Linked DNA regions of Capsicum annuum: region 1 is linked to region 2. Evidence: chromatin contacts called from public Hi-C data. All regions are on one chromosome and are shown on one strand. Each heading gives the region's core, a stretch centred on a gene start, on an enhancer-like site or on the middle of the called end of the contact. The rest is flanking DNA. Distances are from core to core; before and after follow the strand shown. Region 1 has its middle 4.3 kb from the start of LOC124889848. Region 2 holds the start of LOC107851336 (protein C2-DOMAIN ABA-RELATED 4).

What was found. A called contact is a pair of places that touch in the nucleus more often than the background predicts.
Region 1: a contact with region 2 is called in a Hi-C map of leaf, with 2.0 times the contacts expected there. The contact joins the enhancer-like site here to the promoter of LOC107851336 in region 2. A contact is called at or near these places in 2 of 5 Hi-C or Micro-C datasets (leaf and placenta).

The regions. Positions count from the first base shown.
Region 1 is chr12:167,010,984-167,014,898 of UCD10Xv1.1, forward strand. No RefSeq gene overlaps it. Among protein-coding and RNA genes, the nearest start is that of LOC124889848, 4.3 kb to the left of the region's middle. Within about 2 kb of position 2,243, at least 1 of the 5 cell types and tissues checked has an H3K27ac peak or open chromatin away from gene starts, as enhancers often do.
Region 2 is chr12:166,924,942-166,928,854 of UCD10Xv1.1, forward strand. LOC107851336 (protein C2-DOMAIN ABA-RELATED 4) reads right to left here and starts at 2,195. Exons shown (of 4, transcript XM_016696308.2): 1 at 2,007-2,195; 2 at 131-495. The coding sequence starts at 244.

The DNA of each region.
Region 1 (3,915 bases), core at 993-3,492, 86 kb after region 2:
TCCAAATTTGGATGCATATTGGTGTTTTGAGCATATAAATATTCCCTAGATCAAAAGGTAAAATGTTAGTTCATGAATCGTAATAATTAATTAAAGAAATACATGAAATAAATAAAAAAAAAATTAGCTCAAAACAGATTAGCCCAGAATTCGAAGAATGGAACACTTATTTTAAAAGTGAATGAATGATCAAATTTTGACCATTTGACAGATTTTGAATTTAATGGGGGGAAACAACATTTCAAATAAAGGGAATTAAATTATTTGAAGAGGTCGGGTGTTTACAAATAAACATCCTAAAGGCATATTTTGAAGGCACTTTTGAAGACAACCTAGTCTTGCCATTAATAGAATACCTAGATAACTCTAGCTATAATTAATAACGAGATAAGATGATTTATGAGAGCAACATGGTCAATGTGAATTGGACAATGACCTACTGAATTTTGAATAAAACTTGGATGATTTGGAAGGGATTTTATCGATGGATTTTTAAGGACATTTTAGGAGGACTCAAATTTTTGAGTCTTATATACCTAACAACACTTTAAGACTTCGAGATAGAATAATGAACTAGTCTTGTTTCAAGCCAAAAGTATGCTATTTAAACACACAAATCAAGTAAATATAGATAAAGAAAAATAATGGAACACTTTAGCACATAAACTATTTTAAATGTGTTCTAGCATACATGGGACCTTTCAATCCAAAGGTAAGACTAACATTTGAAGGATATACATGCCATTTGTAAGATGTTCTATTGCCCCTAAAATATTATACAAACTTCAGAAATAAATCAAACTGGGATACACAATGAGAGAAAGGGGAAATATATGATATCAATCCCACACAGGGGAGCAAATCTAAATTAAACCTTCTTAGGAATCCTTCGACTTGAACTTCTCCAAATTACTGAAAACTTTTCGAGTGAAAATTTCCTCTAGATTACAATAAAGAAAACTATAAAAATAAAATCCTCAAATCCAAGGGACAATGGTCCATACAATCCGATATTATATCCTTTAATTTAACACATAAGGAATGACCATTTGTTATGACTCACGGTTGATAGACTCAAGGTAGGTTTCTAAGTCCTAGGCTTATGCCTAAGCAGGATTTTGGTTTCGCTCTATCCTAGGTATCTAGAGTGAGCTTCAACTAGGTTTTCAAGTGGACAACTTGGGTTTGGAAATACAAACAACCATTGAATGCCTAACGTGTCAATAAACCATTGTATTTCCAACACTTTATTTGAAATTGAACAATAGGAATCGGGATATCCTCAAAACCCCAAAATAGTTTAATAATCAAAATGTGGAAGTATGTCATGAAATGCAACCGTTAATAATTAAATTTAAACACATAATACAAAAGTAACAATTAATACAAAAATTAGTCAAACACATACAATTCTTATGGCTAGAACCTACATAAATCTCCAACAGAGTCGTCATTCTGTTACGATCATTTTTAGAAAGCCAAAAACATTCCATAATTTCGTGGAAAAAATAAAAGATAAGAAGTCTAATTATTTTATTTAAAAAATAACTTAGAGTCACCACTTAATTTTTAGAAAAATTTAGAAAATATTTAGAAAGGGTGATTTGAAAGAAAACCTTTTAAAAATAACCAAAGTCTAGATAAGGGTTCAAGTAAATTCGGGTGTTAGGCACTTTCGAAAATCCACAATATGTGATTTCCGGTGGATAAAACGTGTTTGACTAATTTTGAAAAGTTCTTTAAAAATCTTGAATTTATTTGAAAATCTCATTTCAAGAACATAGAATTTATTTGATACTAATCCATTTAATGTACTCTAAGTGATAAAATAAACTAAACATCAAAAGTTTCAAAATAATTCTAACTTTAAAAAATTTATCTGAATTTAGACTTAAGGTTAAATAGTTAACCCAACTTCTTAAACTTGGATTTTGAATCGATAATAACTATTAAAGGATGTAAGTAGATCCTTAAGTTATTCTTCGAGCTTAAGTTTGCATAAATAGAGAATTTTTAAAAAAAAATATTAAATAATTAAAATAAAATAAATAATTTAACTTAAAATTGCTCCCAAGAATTCATCTAGCTTAATTGAATTGAATTACAAACAAATAATCATGTAAATTACAAGAAAATAAAAGAAAAAAGGATGAGATTTGGGCCCCTTTATGGCCCATGTTTAAATCTGGACAACCTTGATTTTGGGCCCATTTAAATAGACCTTTTTCAGCCCTCTTTCAGTTGTGTACACCCGTTGTATATCACAGCTTATTTTCTTCACATTTTTTGTACATATGATGCATACATGACCATATATTGGTCATATATGATATTTTAGTCTTCCACCTGTATGCCAACTTCACCTTCACGTTTTCCACTATGTATCCTCTGTATATCACGTTATATTGGTGTATACAACCTTGTTTCTTCAAAAATAAGTCCATTTGGACTTTAGAGAGGGACGAATGCAGGAGATGGGGAGTCCGAGTGGACTCGTCTTGGGCAGTTCATACATAAGAGATAAAAAGGGAATTAGAAACAATTCAATTCCAAGAAATGAAATAAATTCAAATAGTAAGACAATTTAATTCAAAAGCGCAATTTCTACAACTAAAGTCGGACAAGGCCACATTCCATGTAACTGTGAAGAAAAATATAAGAGAGTATTTAGATCGAAACATTCTCATGGAATGATAATCTAAAACTCTTAATTGCAACTAAGAAAATATGTTTTGAATCAGAATATTATAAAGAAAGAAAGAAAAAACCGAACATGAACAAAACTTATTTCCTTATAATGTCATAGATAGGAAAACAATGGAATCATCCTTTAACAATACCTAAAAAAACATGATAACATCGAATTTAAACCCGAAAAGAGACTACAGCAAGTTCTAATAGCACAAGACATTCAAAGGAAATAGAAAGGGAACAAATCTCAACCTTTAACATTACTAACTTGAGTCGTGCACCAAATAAAAACAAATTAAGCATATAAATATGTTTAGAAGCAGCCGAGACGACTTTAAAACACTACCACACACCAGCATTTTCACAGAATTGATGAAAATATGAGGTTAGTAGCTCATGCTTTGAATAAAAAACTAATATATAAACCAAGGATTTGGCCTGAATCTCAAAGAGAAGAAGTGAAATACATTGAAAATAGCATGTTTTGGATAATGAACTAAATAGATAGAAAACACATTTGACTTTGCTTCGGACATACATTTTGATATAGAAAGAAAATTGAAACACCAACCCTTATACATGGAAATACATTCCAATAAAAATGCAGGAAACGTAAAGAGAGTAGATGATTATTAGGACTCATGTGGAATCGAATTAAAACCTGAAAACTATTATGCGAACCTCACTTGATACTTTAAAACAAGAAGGTTGTTCAACCAAGAGCACTCAAATAACAAGGCATTTCAACACCATTACTACTCAATTTAGACCACTGCATAGAGAGGAAAAATCAAACTACGGGCTACACACCAAAACTCAATAACAACTCAGAAAACACAAGCAAAACTCATCTCGAATGCAAACTATTTTAGCTTTCAATTTCAAAATTTTCTCAACATTAAAGAACATTGTTTAAACAAGACTAGATTACAGCAGTAAAATTCATGAATCGATTCAACCACATCATTTCCATAACAACACAAACCTATAACCTTTGAGGCCTCTACAACACATAATTCCACCGTTAACACGCCTATGAGTATAAGTAATATGAAAGAAGGAAAAATGACAATGAACTAAAACAAGAAGTGAGTTTACCTTTTTTCGAACAGAGAACCGCGATGACGAGTTGACGACGATCTCACAACTTGACTCCAATTTGAAAATAACATGAAAAAATAAAACTTGAACGCAAATTCTCACAACACCAAGTTGGGGACAAAA
Region 2 (3,913 bases), core at 945-3,444:
TTGTATATATAAATCAAATTAGTTTATATATATAAGAGAAATTTACGACATGGGGTGTGTTTGAATCGTCTAGAAGGTTCATTTTAGAAATCAAATAATAAAATATATGTGGAGGAGGGAAGAAAGAAACCTGTTTTTTACCCATCTTGACGACACAGTAAGGATCACTGGTGCGAACATCACGGACAGCAAGGTTCACTCCTTTCTTTATTTTGATCCTCAAAAGACCTAAAAGATTGTCCATCAGTGATAATTTGTTGCACTTCCTGTTGATCCTCCTTTGATGTCCGGTGTCTTTGGTGATGACTCTATTTTTTTTTTCCTTTTCTTTACTGTTTTTTTAACCGTTAGCCTCCCCTTTATATGCTAAAAGAGTTAAACCTCTGTACGTATAATTTAATAATATTATGGACGTACAAAATTAATTATTGGTTCTGTTGTCCGACGTTTTCCACAAACACCCCACCACCAACTCAAACTCGATCTCTTTCGAATCTACCAGGGTGAAAAAACAAAAATGGAGTTATTCAGAAAGAAATAATAAAACACCTCGAATACGTTGTCCATTACACACATCAAAATCAACCCAGTATCCATGAAAAGGAAACTACACCCTCTTACTTTTGAATACATCTTAACAAAATTACCTCCCTCCGTTCCATTTTATTTAACTTCATTTGACTTGATATGGTGTTTAAGGAAAAAAAAAAAATTTGAAACTTGTGGTCTAAAATAATTCATAGATATTTATATAGCTAAAATTTATTTTATCAAGGGTAAAAAAAGAAATTTAAAAATAAAAATTATTACTAATTATAATATGATGCTATTTTTTTAAAACAGACCAAAAAAAATAATAATATCACATAAAATGAGATGAGGTGAACATGTAATAGCTGAATCATAAGAGTTTTTATTTAATTATTTTTTTTTTCCATGGAGGGAGTATGCAATAGCTTGACCATACGAGTTTTCATTTAATTAGTTTTTCTTAATTCAGACTCTACTAATTGAAACATTAAATATAATAGAAAAAGATAATAAATATCTTTTTAAAGAAAAGCATAATTTTCTAAAAGAATAAATTGAATTTGTTGAAACGATAAATATTTGGTTGCGGGACATTGAACAACACACAAATTAAAGCAGACATAGAAAGTTACAGTTTTCTTCTTTGGGGCCCCAGTGATAAGAAATTATGCCTGCCGTTTTTTTTAAAAATAAAAAAGGGTATACACCACACAAAGTGATTAGGGATGTAGTGGGGATGAACTTAGCACCAATTACCAAGCATGTGGAACAAAGAATCTAATCTATTTTGGATAGAGATTTCGGTACCAACAAATCAAATCTCAATGACTTGAAAGTTGAAACCTTTCATCTTTATTTATTATTTACAGTTGACTCATTCATCTAAATGCAATTTGGTAAGTCTTAGTAATTTGGTTGACTAGTTATCTGTATTTTTACTTTATTGATGAAAGTTCAATTTTTCATATTATAATCCTTTTCCGCATTTTTCTTTCCTCTACTTACTCCTGATTTGAAAAGAAAAAAAGTATATATTGTCAATGTTAAGTATTACTCCATATTATATATAATCGCATGAATGCAACTACCAATTTGCGCATGCTAGTTCAAATTGCAATAGATGTGGATGCTACTCGTTTGAAAAGAAGTAGAAGAATATATAATTGGAAGTCACCGGGCGGAGATGACTTTGGCGTTATGGGTTCAACATAATTCAGTAATTTTGAAGTAGACTTTATAATTGTGTAAAAAAAATTAGTTGATATGCATAAATAATATAGCCAGATCTGAGTATCTCTTTTTGTTTTAAAATGCCGAACCATAAAATTAAAATATTAGCTCCGGCTTTGATGAAATTGTTGGTTAACGTTTCAACAATTTTTGCTAAATACTTCTCACAATGGGAAAATTAATGAATAAAGAAATAAAAATTGCAATGCTTGATGGATTCTCAACAAAATTCTTGTACAACTTACGATGATTATGCCACTGGCCCTCTGATTTTCAGATAGGAAACGAAGAAAGAGAAGGGTGTTAGGATGAATATTTATTGTTGTTATTGAGGGAAGGTGATGGAAAGAGAAACAAGACGATCGAATAGGCTGATTGAAAAGGAAATTTCAAGAAATAAGAGTTTAAGTTAGTTGGCAATGCATGGTTGGTGCCTAATATATTTCATGCATGAGAGTGCTTAATTCTTGTCCACTAGGCAAACGGGTAAACCGATACGACATGGTCATCTATCCGTGTTTTTCTCCTTTCATGTTGAAGAAGCTACAAATATCCCTTAACTTTACTGAAAATAGTTTTATCCAATAAAAATAATTCTGTGCGGTTATTTTCTATTTATATATCCATTTCAGCAAGCTATTTAACATTGTTTCCTACTAGTCAAGCTCCAGTTAAATAAATACCGGTAGCATCTTATAGCGTCTGATGTTGGGCATATATTTGCTTATGTTTCAATACTACTATACTATATTTATATTTTTAACCTTATTTGGTCATTTCAAGTTAAATATGTCCAACTTAGTTTCTTACTAGCGAACTTAATGCATTTCGCACAATCATAAAATATCTCATTAAATTTACAATGTATTTTAAAAAAAAAAATTATTGAGCACTAAAAATATTCTAAAAAGAGTCTTAATTCAGTTTATTATTACTACTTAAATCTTATGATTTTTGTAATTTTAAATCGACAAAGAGTCTTTTAAGATTGAAGACGTTTTTTTACATTAGTGGAACTATTCTAGGGTCGAACCCGCCCCATATGGTAATGGAAGGACTTTTTTAGTAGAATTTGAAAAGGGAAAAAGGTTGCTCCAGTGAACAAGGGGTAGGGATGTTCTTAGTAAGATGTATACCATACAGCTAAACAAAAGAGTGCAGGAGTAACAAGTGGAACACTAGAAGTTGAACTCGAGACTCCGAAAATGCTTTTTTTTCTCACCTACGTTAATCTACTTTTTTAACCTAACCCTACCTTCATGATGGCACAGGTCACGGCCTGTCCAACCATTGCGGCGGTCCAGATCCCTCTCATCAATCCTCAGTTCCCTCCATTACCATTAACCTCCAAACCAAGATCCTCTTCTTCTCCATCTCCTTTCATTCCTATTGAAAATCCTATAACGAAATCCAAATCTCCTCACTAAACTATGGCAATCTGCTCACTCCTATAATCTCAATCATGTTACAAAAAGCTACCCAACCTACCATTGAACCCATTCCTATTAAACATGTTGAAGTTGTCAATAATGTCCCGGTTGTTAAATGGACAGAGGTTGAAGTGAGGCGTATAACCATAATTGAAAAACTCCAATACATAGTTATTGAAAAGTTTTCTTATGAGTGGCCTCACGTAAAGATATAAGGAAAAATCTACCACTATAGTGTGGTACCAAGGGGCATGTCAAATAGGGTTGATTTGAAACACACATCCTCATTAGGTGTGCCATACTAGAAGACTTTGTCAATAAGATGCCCAAGAATTCATACTACATCAAAGACAAAGAAAGCATGGTCTATTTAATATGCCCTCTCATATATGACTCTACTTTTAAATTCAATAAAGAAACCACACACAGGCCATGGCCTAGATTTCTGTTTCCAAGTTGACCAATCGTTTTGTGAAGGAAGCCTAGTTCACTTTGGCTTTAGCAATGGGTAATCCTCTACATATAGATATGGACATCATAAACAAAGTCGGGGTTTGCTCCCAAAATGTCCATTTTGAAAACTATTTTGCCAAATAGACACAAGTTTGAAATAATTGGTCATATACCTACTTAATTTCACATCACCACTAACTTTTCAACTTAACAACTTCACCCACAAGTTTTATAATAATTCACTTTAACCCAATATTTCCAACTTAATA